Linked DNA regions of Triticum aestivum: region 1 is linked to region 2. Evidence: chromatin contacts called from public Hi-C data. All regions are on one chromosome and are shown on one strand. Each heading gives the region's core, a stretch centred on a gene start, on an enhancer-like site or on the middle of the called end of the contact. The rest is flanking DNA. Distances are from core to core; before and after follow the strand shown.

Region 1 (5,132 bases), core at 2,595-5,094, 310 kb before region 2:
GGTTCATTCAGAATCCAAAGGTGATACAGCTGAGGACTGTTCTGGCGTAGATGTTGAAAATGTTATCATGGACCTGAGCGGCTCTCGGGTTAAATACAAGGTATATACATAAATTTGAGCTCCAGCCTAAAAAATGTGATCTTAGTTGTAGCTGGTCGATGCACTCGAAAGGGGGCGTACAGTTAGGCAGGCATTTATTTTGCCTTCCTAGCATCCATTATCAAATCATTGGTAAAAACTTCAACTTCTGCTGCTATTAATCCATCCTTTTGTAAGTCTTTTGCATGAAACATCTAACTGAAAGCTCTCTGTTTTGGGTTTACCTACTAGTTTGACATCCATTCATGCTGCTGCATATAATTGGTTAAAACTGCACAATTGATGTCTAGGAAACTGTGTCTGTGAGGTGTTCTTTTGAGCAGTCAGCCGTCATGTTTTGGCCGTTTGGGCCGTTGTGAAACAGTTTGTTGATAGATGTCCTATGTATAATCGCTCATGAACTTTATATCTTTCAGGAACTTCACAGCGTTGTCGGGCCGATCGACAGGAGACACCTGAGTGAGCTGGAAAGGCAGCTGAGCCGATACGCGAAAGTTGTTGGGAAGGAGCTGTCTGACCGTATCGTCTATTCGCTTAGCTGAGCAGCAAACATTCTGCAGGGACAACGCAGCGCAGCCGTCCGAAACTCCTCTCCGATTGTTTGTGCAAGTCCTGTAGAAAACCAGATAGATAGACGGCTGGAAACCGATGATGCTGTTGTTGTCAATCGATTCATAAAAAAGTCTCTTTTGGTTCCAGTGGCAATTGCCCGGACAGCAACTTGTGCTGCGCCACAAGCGATTTGATTTGGACGTGTATATGGTTGTCGGGATTATCACAACGGAAAGCGCATGCGTACAAGTCTCTCCTCTGGTTCCCGCTGCAATCGCCCAAATATGGCTCCGTTTGTTTGGGCATTTGCTTATGGTTTTACAACTTCTCTACTTTGGCAAAAAAGCCAAAACTTCTAATTAGGTGCTTTCGTTTTGGCTTTGGCTTATACCATCATATGACAATATTGATTCGTAAGTAAAAGGCTGAAGCGAAAAGCCCTCTTTAGAATGTTTTGTGGTTTTTTTTGTTAAAGTGAAAAAACTGTAAAAACAGAAGGGAAAGTCCAAACAAACAGGGTATGTAGTGCCACGCGCATGCAGCACGCAATGCTACAACTAGGAGTATCTACAACTCCCTCCGTTCCTAAATATTTGTCTTTTTAGAAGTTTCAAATAATGACTATATACGGAACAAAATGAGTGAATCTATACTCAAAATTCGTATGTGGTGATCATTTGAAGTCTTTAGAAAAACAAATATTTAGGAATGAAGGGAGTACTAGGCGTGTGGTTGGTATCAAATTATCGGAAGAAGTCTGTGCTGGGGCTTGTGCGGCATCGCGTAAAAGGTGTGTCATCGGTCGGGGCGTGGCGTAGGGCCGTGCCCGTCCCCCCGCGCACGCATGCCGCCTGGGGAGAAAGGCCAGGCCAGGACGCGCGGCAACAAACCCGTGAACCGTGGCCGGGCGACGTGTTTGGCCACTAGTGCCACCGTTCATGGCTACCCACTCACTAAACGCATGCTAAACGGGTGTCAGTCATGGCTACCCAACCCAATGAATGCATGGTCGGTCCTGCTATTTCTCAGCTGGTAGCACCGCTGCAACGGGAGTGCATGCCACGAGATGAGCCGGGTATGGTTGAAAGGAACGCTACTGGAAAATTGAGTACACCCCTTTTTAGTGATGATGGGGACAAGAACAGTACAACTTTAACCATAGCGAAACTGTTGGTACGCACTGTACTGCGTCTTTGTGTTGTACGCGTGTGTACAGCTTACGCAGCCCTCGCCCGTCCAGAAAAGCTACTACCCCCGTTTCAAACTAAAACCATGATACTTAGTTTGAAACGGAAGTATATATGAAATAAAATTGTGGTGTTGTGTGTGTGGTGATTATCCGCCGGTGTATCCGTGTATAGAACAAGTTTATCTCTCTGGAGGGTACCAATCTCGCCAATCATAGGTGTCATGCGGCTTCACTCGACTACTCCCTTCGTTTCTAAATATAAACCTTTCGCTGGAGATGTGGGGAAGGGGGTATTAGTGAGCCTTTCAGTCAATTGGAATCCGTAGGTATTATCTACATTGCCTACATTTTTAAGGAAGGGAAGGGGTGGGGGATAGAGGGATAGGGGAGACAGCCTTGAAGAAGAGCTAAACACACACAAACTAGCAACAAGATTATTAGAAACGTAGTAGAGGGATGTAACCATTGCTCATGTAAGTAGGAGTCAGATCGCTGTTAGTCACTAACTTCGCTGGTTTTGGCCGTGTCGAGGGCCATAGTGCAGCATGGTTGCGCTCTGGACCTGCAAAAGTTCCTATGCAGAAAAGAACGTAGTAGAGGGTGGATATAATAGAAGTTAGACACAAACACGACGGGACTCTTAAATATTGTATTAAGTCGAGGCGGGCGTCAAATCCAATCAGACGGCACAACGACATGTAAGAGCTTCGTGGCGAAGGTCCGTGCACGTGCGGGTGGTCTCGTCTGTCCTCGATAGCAAAACGACAAAACCATGGAATGTCCGTCGCAAAAGCAAATCTATGCCCGCGACGAGGACCAGAACTAGATTGTCGAAAAAGATAACAGACCGTTGTTACCGTATTGATTATTGTACGGCATTGTACGACCGTCAAGCGGGAATTTATTATTGGGACAGACAGACGGGTAAAACAGCGGTAACCCCGTGTACCTCGATTCTTGCGTATACTTGTTAGTGGAGTATAATACTTTTTTAATTACCAATGATAAAAAAATATGCGATGTCCGTACGGCATCTTTGTGCTAGTGGAGCGATCAGTACACTGCCACGAGCAAACGGGCCATGAAGCAGATATTTTCCCTAGCTGGCAGTGTCACAGGCCGTTCCCGCACTAACAAACGCATGGTAAACGGGTGACGGTCACGGCCACCTTACCCAGTGAATGCATCGTCGGTCCTGCCATTTCTCTGCTGGTGCCGCGGGACCGAGAGGGCCTCGGTGCGTGCCACGAGCTGAACAGGAAAGATCACCCCTTTTTAGTTGGTGAGGGAACAGCTTTAGCCATAGCATAACTGTTAAACAAATATAAAAGCGCTTAGATTATTAAAATAATGATTTGAACAATTCTTTATAGAGGAAGTAGAGTAGTACGTACTAGTCCGTCTTTACGTATGTCAGTAGTAGTAGTATATATCTCTAGATTAGAGGATGGCAATCTCGCCGTAATCATAGTGCCATGTGACCATTTAGGAGGTGTTTGGTTCCCAGTTTTCCATCCGGTGTCCCAACATCGCAACCCTATACGTTAATCATGTTTGCTTCGCTTTGCCCACCCCTCATCGTGAATAAATCACGCCAGGGGTCCTTGTTTTCTCGCCGGTATTCATTAGCGTTACAACAATTAATCAAACAAGATTTGATTTTGGCCCATACTGTTTTACATTAACGATGTAAACCCATTATCGTTACATTTGCGTCAACTAGCAAAAAAGTACACTCGAAACTAGGAGGAAAGTACATCATTAACAAGATAAGTGTGGCATATGTAATTAAAAAAATTGACTACCTCACGTGCGACAATTTTATACGATGTTGTATGACGGCGAGGCTGATGAGTGGGGCATGATGGATGAGAGCACACCGCACTTAGGTGACATGTGTTTGATTATCGTTGGAGTTTTGTCATGCGCACAACAGCATCATATTAGTTGCGACAAAGGCGGGAGTCTTAAATAATGCGCTACACTAGTACGGACATCGAAACTAGTCAGGTGGCAAAACGACAAAGAAGAGATCCGTGGCAATGAGCGCCGCACGTGCAAGCGGTCCCGTCTATCCTCGGCAATGAAACGACAAAATCACAGAATGTTCGCCGCAAAAGCAAATCTATGGCAGCGACAAGGAGAACTAGGTTGTCGGAGAGGGCAACGGTCCGTTATCGTCGAACCGATCCTACGAGGCGCCGTCAACGAGAGTTCATTATTAGGGACGGACAGACCGATAAAACGGCGGCAGTATACCTCACTTTCTACAAGATCAACGTGCACTCGTTTGTATTCCTATACTTGTATAAAATAATTACCATAAGATATTCGTTGTCCGTACGGCATCTCGTGCTCGTGGTGGTACCAGAACTCTGCCAGTCACTGACGCTCCAGTACGGCAGTACGTTTCATCTCTCTGGGATGCCCCGTACCAGTGGCACTATCTGTCCGTAGTAAAATACTCTTGCTTGTCACTCTTTTTACCATCGTGCTGTTTGTTCACGGCAGTGGTCAGCATCAGTTCGAGCAACTCCAATTAAACGACCTATTTTGTCCGCACGTGTCCGAGAAAAAACACAGCCCAACGCACGACTTTGCGTCCGTTCAAATCCATCTTTGTCTCAAGTTTGGGTTATATTTAGGTTAGAGACGAACACAAAATAAATTTTTTTGCGTCCTCTTCATCCGCCTCTGTACACTCCATGTGAGTGATGATCTATCTGTCATCAAAACAAGAGGGGGCCACCCACCCATCCCACCACCTCTCTCCTCCTTTTCTCTCTTTCTTCCCCATCCACGCCACCAGGCACGCCGATGCGTGCGTGGCGCCGGCCGCTTCCGCCTCCGTCGCGAGCACCTTGCCAGTCTCCACCGCCATGCGTGCTAGCTGGCCACCGCTGGCCGCCTGTCGTGCGTGCGTGCTGGTGCTGCCGTCCGAGCTGATCCGACTGCGCGCGTGCTTGGCCTTCGCTCGCACCGCTCGCCATGGCCTCCGCTCGCACAGCTCGCCGTGGCCTTCGCTCACCCTCCTCGCATAGCTTGCCGTGGCCTTCGCTCGCCCCGCCGTCACCGCATTGGAGCTCTCGCGCCCGGTAGCCTCCATGCTCGTTGCGTCTAGCCGCCATGCTTGCCCGCGCCCCCACCGTGCCGTCTTCGCTCGTGCGTTAGAGCTCGCCGCGCCTAGCCGCCATGCTTATTATTTTTTATGACATGTATTAGCATTTTGTTTGTTAAATTTAAGGTCAAATTTTGGCACATAATACAAAGGGATTAATAAACCAGGACGAAG
Region 2 (4,976 bases), core at 2,166-4,665:
ATTGTCAAAAAATTTCGTGGCATTTGGGCTTCATTTGGTATTAATATTCTGAAAAAACCAAAAAACAAGCAAAAAATAACAACTCACACTTGGCACTAAGTTAGTAGGTTAGTCCGAAAAAATGATATATAATTGCTTGTAAATGCATAAAACATCCAAGATACTATAATAGCATGCAATATGAAAAACTATAGATACATTGGATACGTATCAGGACACATGGAGCTACATATGGGGAAATGAATTCTACTTTTCAATCAAAGCATATAAGTTGTTAATTGGCCACAAGCAGCCCCTCCCAATTTTAACTGGATCTGGAAAAGCCCTTGCCAGCCTAAACGTAAGGTTTTTTTCTGGATGCTTCTCCATGATAGGGTAAATACAACAAACTTATTGAGAAGAAAGAGCTTTGAACTTGAGGCCTATAATTGTGCAGTCAACAGCTATCAATAGGAAGAAACTCTGTACCATCTGTTTTCGGGGTGCTCTTTTGCTGCCCAATGCTGGGAGTTCATTTGCCCCTCCAGAAATGCTAACTTATCTATTTTGGAGGCTTTTCAGGATTTGAAAGATAAACTCAGATATCCCTTCTTAATGGAGCTCATAATTCTAGATCAAGGGCCATTTGGATATCCAGAAACAACAAGATTTTTGAAAACATCACGCCTTCATTCCATGGCTGGAAATTCATTTATTTTGAAGAGCTCAAATTACTGAGATACAGGATGGAAAGCAAATATGCCACTCAATTTATTGCTTGGCTTGACAGCATGTTGTTACTTAGCTTAGTTTCTTTGTCTTTTTTTCCTTTTTCTTTCTTCTTCTTTTCTCTCTGTTTTTCTCCTTTTATTCTTTCTTTTTTGTAGTTTTTTTATTTTAGATTAGAGTAGTCTCTTTTCTTTTCGTTAGGGCTTAGCTCAAGCCCACATGTAATTTCTAAGACCTTTGTTCTTACTCATTGTTAATAAAAGTTGAACTGGGGTTTTACCCTATTGTTTATAGTCAAAAGCCTAAGTTTTTCCGGATTTCCTCAACACACCTCACCACGCATGCCACCAATCCTAGGAACACTTCAATCGATAGGCCAGGCGAAGTAAGATACCATCACTTTGACGGAGGAAGGGTGAATAAACAACGCCTCCAAGGAGGAGAGCGACGTCCACGGACGTCGTCGTTGTCGGTCTGACAAGGTCAAGCACGACATTCATTGGTGCCCCACCAGCCAACCCGAGAGAGCATCACTAGTAACTGACAACCACACACAATGCAACTTGACTAAAGAATACCTCTGGCAGCCTACCTGCAGGACACCGATCCCAGCAACCCCTTGGTCCTGGGATGACCTTGCACACCAAGTAGTCTGTCGTCTAAAAGAGGCCAAGGTCACATCGAGCTACGTTATCAGCGACAAGAGGCCACTAGAGGAATCTTGGTATCGAGAAATCAGATGAACACCACCGAAGAAGATGTCGGGGACGGGAGGACGCTGCAATAGGGAGGAAGTCAGATTGCCTGGGGAGGATGGACTGTAAGCAATGCCACCGAGGAGGAAAACGACGTCCATAGACATCGTCGTCGCCAGTGGCGGCCAAGGCCTTGCGCTGCTTTCGCTGAACCATCCTACCTAGCCACTATAACATGACCACCATGTCGAGGACGAAAAATCCCCCGCCTCAGAAAACCACCGGTTTCTGTCAAGCCAACTGGCCAAAGCCGTCCCGGGCCCTAGGCCGGTGACAGAACCACGAACAGACGAGCGGACGTCGGCTGCCTTGACCCCTAGTCATAGTCGCCCGTCCGACACCCGACCCCATGCTATCGAGAACTGGGCAGCATGACCTCGAGCAGCAAGCCCATTACACAAGGCCGTCCGAGGCGGCTACCAACTCCCAGGTCGTGCCACTTCAGGAGGTAGGTGGCGGCCACAACCCCCTCGGTGCGACCCCTCACCTGGTCGGCGCACCTTACTTGACCCCGATCTGGGCTGGAGCAGGCTCCATCACGGCGAGTCCCACATGAGGAGGGGCAAAGCATCGACCCTCCTAGCCGTGTCTGCCCCCACTAGACTACCCCCGCTAGGCGAGACCCCCACCAGTACCACCGGCCGCACCGCACGCCGCAAATCAAGATCCAGATCAGGCCAACCCCAACCGAACCTCCGCCACCAGCGTCGCGGCGACGCATCATCGCCTCCCAGCCCAGCAGCCGTCGGATGGACATCCCCGCTGCCGGGAGCTCGTCGGACTTCGCGCCCCGCGCCGCCGAGCAGCTGACCGGCACCGCCACAATCATGAACAGGGGAGGGAAGTAGAGGCCACGTCGCCGCCCACATCCCACGGGCTTCATCCGGCGGACGCCGCCCGTGGCGACGAGGAGGAAAGGCAGCGGGAAGTGAGGAGCGCCGATGGCCGATCTAGGGCTCCCATGAGGCGCGCGCGGGGCGGCGCGTCACGGGGAGGAGGAGGGGGTTGACCCTCCCCGCCGACATGGCATATGGTTTTATGCAAAAATGCTACTCCCCCTGTTCACTTTTATAAGTCCTTGAAGACATTTTAGACAGTGTGCACAACAGTTCATTTTTAGTTGTTTGAAATGACTTACGAAAAGTGAATGGAGGAAGTAAAATTATTATTTTTGCTATCTAATGTTTGATTATGAAAATATGGAAGTTGAAAATAAACGACCGAGGGATAAATGTGTCAGCGCACTGGCCAAATGGATCAAATAGGTCGGCCGGTTGCACACATTGCAAACAAATTGGCATGAATATGAACGGACACAGGGCAAATTGATGACCAAAACGAATAAAAGGCAAATAATATAGCGTCAGAGTTGATACAAGAAACGAACAAAACAATGTTAAAAAAACCGAACGAAAACCGACAAACTCGCTTTTAATAATAGAGATTTCGGTCATGCGGTCTTTCAGACCGAAGACTCCTCCGTCGCGTCGGCTTCGCGCCGGCGCGCGGGAGGAGTCCACTCACTCAAAACGATAGTGTGTACGTTCCGATTCTTGCGCTTGGTTGCGGTTAAGGTACGGAGAGATCGGAGGAGAGCGCAGTATCTCTCCTTTTTCCTCTCAACGCCGCCCCTCGTGTTCGTCTAACAAACTCCCCGCATTTGCTCCGCCGCCCAGCCCCTCCCTCCCCTCCTCCAGTTCTGCCCCTCCCACTCCCTGCTCGCGCCCTTCCCCTCCCTCGCCGGATCAATCTCTTCTCCGGCAGACTGGACGGCGGGGTGCCACCCCCCAAATCTGCTCTGTTTCCAGGGGTTTGTGGAGGTTTTGCAACCCCTTGCCCCGTTTCTCCCTTTCGCGTGCTATTTGTTCCTTTTTCTCCGATTCGATCTTCTACTTCTCTGCGCAGGTTGTGGATTAAGCACGGATGGGGCCCTCAGGGCTCAATCCGCAGGCGAATCCTGCCATTAACCAAGAGAATTGGACCCCGGGCGTGTGGCCTGAGAGCGGCGCTCCAGGCCTTCCTGGCAACACGCCCTTGTTCCTGCAGGGCGATGCGGCGGCCACCATAGGCTGGCAAAATCTTGCTGGACCCGGGATCAGCCATGCCTCGGCGATGGTGAATGCTATGCGCGGGGGTGCCACTCCGATGAGTGGCGCTGCCCAACAAGATGCCGGGTCCTCCGTCCGGCCGCCCTGTAACCTGCCTGCAGGGTGCTGCACGCAGGTGCCGATAAGTATCGTGGTGTTCCATAGGAGGGCATCCAGGCCTGTGCCGCCACCACCTCATACGGCCACTCCAGTTCCTGCTCCGCTCGGTGTAGCACGAGGTGAGCGTTTCCTCTTCATGGCAGCATGACATCTTCCGAGGTTGTATGTTGGCTTCCTCGAATCTTTGGGCTGAATATGGAGACCTGACTGCAATTTTCTTCTTTCTGTATTTTCTCCACAGATTCTGAAGATGATGCTTCTATTCAGTTTGCTCGAAGAGATTTCCTGTCACTTGGAAGGGAGTCAGATGTTGCTGCCAATGATATGGCCATAGACCCTTCAACACTAGCAGTTCCAGTTAATTGCAGTTCTGAACATCCACCAATACAGCTTCAGCCAAATGGTGTAGATGCAGAAGTACCCACAACCGGGATTCAAGCTGATGACAGTCAACAATCGTCATCATCATCACCAGGTATCTCTGATAGCCACTGTAATTTACAATTGGCTATTCCTGCAAATACTGATGAATTGGCCTCACTGCTCGCTGAAGGTGTGACTGATCAGAACATGCAAACGTATCAGCAGACACCAGAAAAGCTCAAGACACAAAGTCAGCTGAATGATCACACAGTTTTATCAGCAGCAGCTGCATTCAAGGAAATTGAGGAGGCCCCTGCAAGAAAAGCGAAGCCTCGGAGGAAGAAACATAGAGCGAAGGTAATCCGTGAAGACAAGAAGATCAAGAAGCAAAAGTCTGCTGTTGCAACGCCAGAAGAAAAATCTAATCAGAAACTTCGCAAGCAAATCAAGAAGCAAAAGCCTGCTGTTACAACGCCAGAAGAAGAATCTAATCAGAAACTTAACAAGCAAATCAAGAAGCAAAAGCCTGCTGTTGCAACGCCAGAAGAAGGAACTAATCAGAAAGCCAAGAGAAGTTATGTCCGGAAGAAAAGAAATCTCAGCTCTCTGGAGAATTGCCCGGGACCTGTTAGCGACCAATCAGTCTCCAGGGGAGCAGAAGACGCTGTTAGAAGCAGAGCTGTATCAGTCCGAAGAAGGTTGCAGTTGGAATTTGGTGAACAAGGAGCACTGGGAGACCAATCATCAGCTGGCAACTCATGTCTCCACATTGAGGAGAAACTCATTCATGCTAAAAGTTCTTTCTGTTCAACTGCCACTGTATCAACTGCACAGGGTGCACATGGACTACATGTGGACATGGAAACTTCACCAGGAGGATTAGCTTTTGGCATGAGTCGCAAGATGAACAAACTGTTAGATGAGTACATACATTTGCCAGAGA

What was found. Hi-C and Micro-C count contacts between places; a contact is called where the count stands out from the background.
Region 1: a contact with region 2 is called in a Hi-C map of an unstated tissue, with 9 times the contacts expected there. The contact joins two enhancer-like sites. A contact is called at or near these places in 3 of 5 Hi-C or Micro-C datasets (leaf and an unstated tissue).

The regions. Positions count from the first base shown.
Region 1 is chr1D:376,552,918-376,558,049 of IWGSC CS RefSeq v2.1, reverse strand. It overlaps LOC123182193 (arginyl-tRNA--protein transferase 2), which reads left to right. Exons shown (of 6, transcript XM_044594691.1): 5 at 1-100; 6 at 516-905. The coding sequence ends at 641. Among protein-coding and RNA genes, the nearest start is that of LOC123182193, 9.3 kb to the left of the region's middle. Within about 2 kb of position 3,844, at least 2 of the 8 cell types and tissues checked have an H3K27ac peak or open chromatin away from gene starts, as enhancers often do.
Region 2 is chr1D:376,239,685-376,244,660 of IWGSC CS RefSeq v2.1, reverse strand. It overlaps the pseudogene LOC123182192. Among protein-coding and RNA genes, the nearest start is that of LOC123182191, 55 kb to the right of the region's middle. Within about 2 kb of position 3,415, at least 1 of the 8 cell types and tissues checked has an H3K27ac peak or open chromatin away from gene starts, as enhancers often do.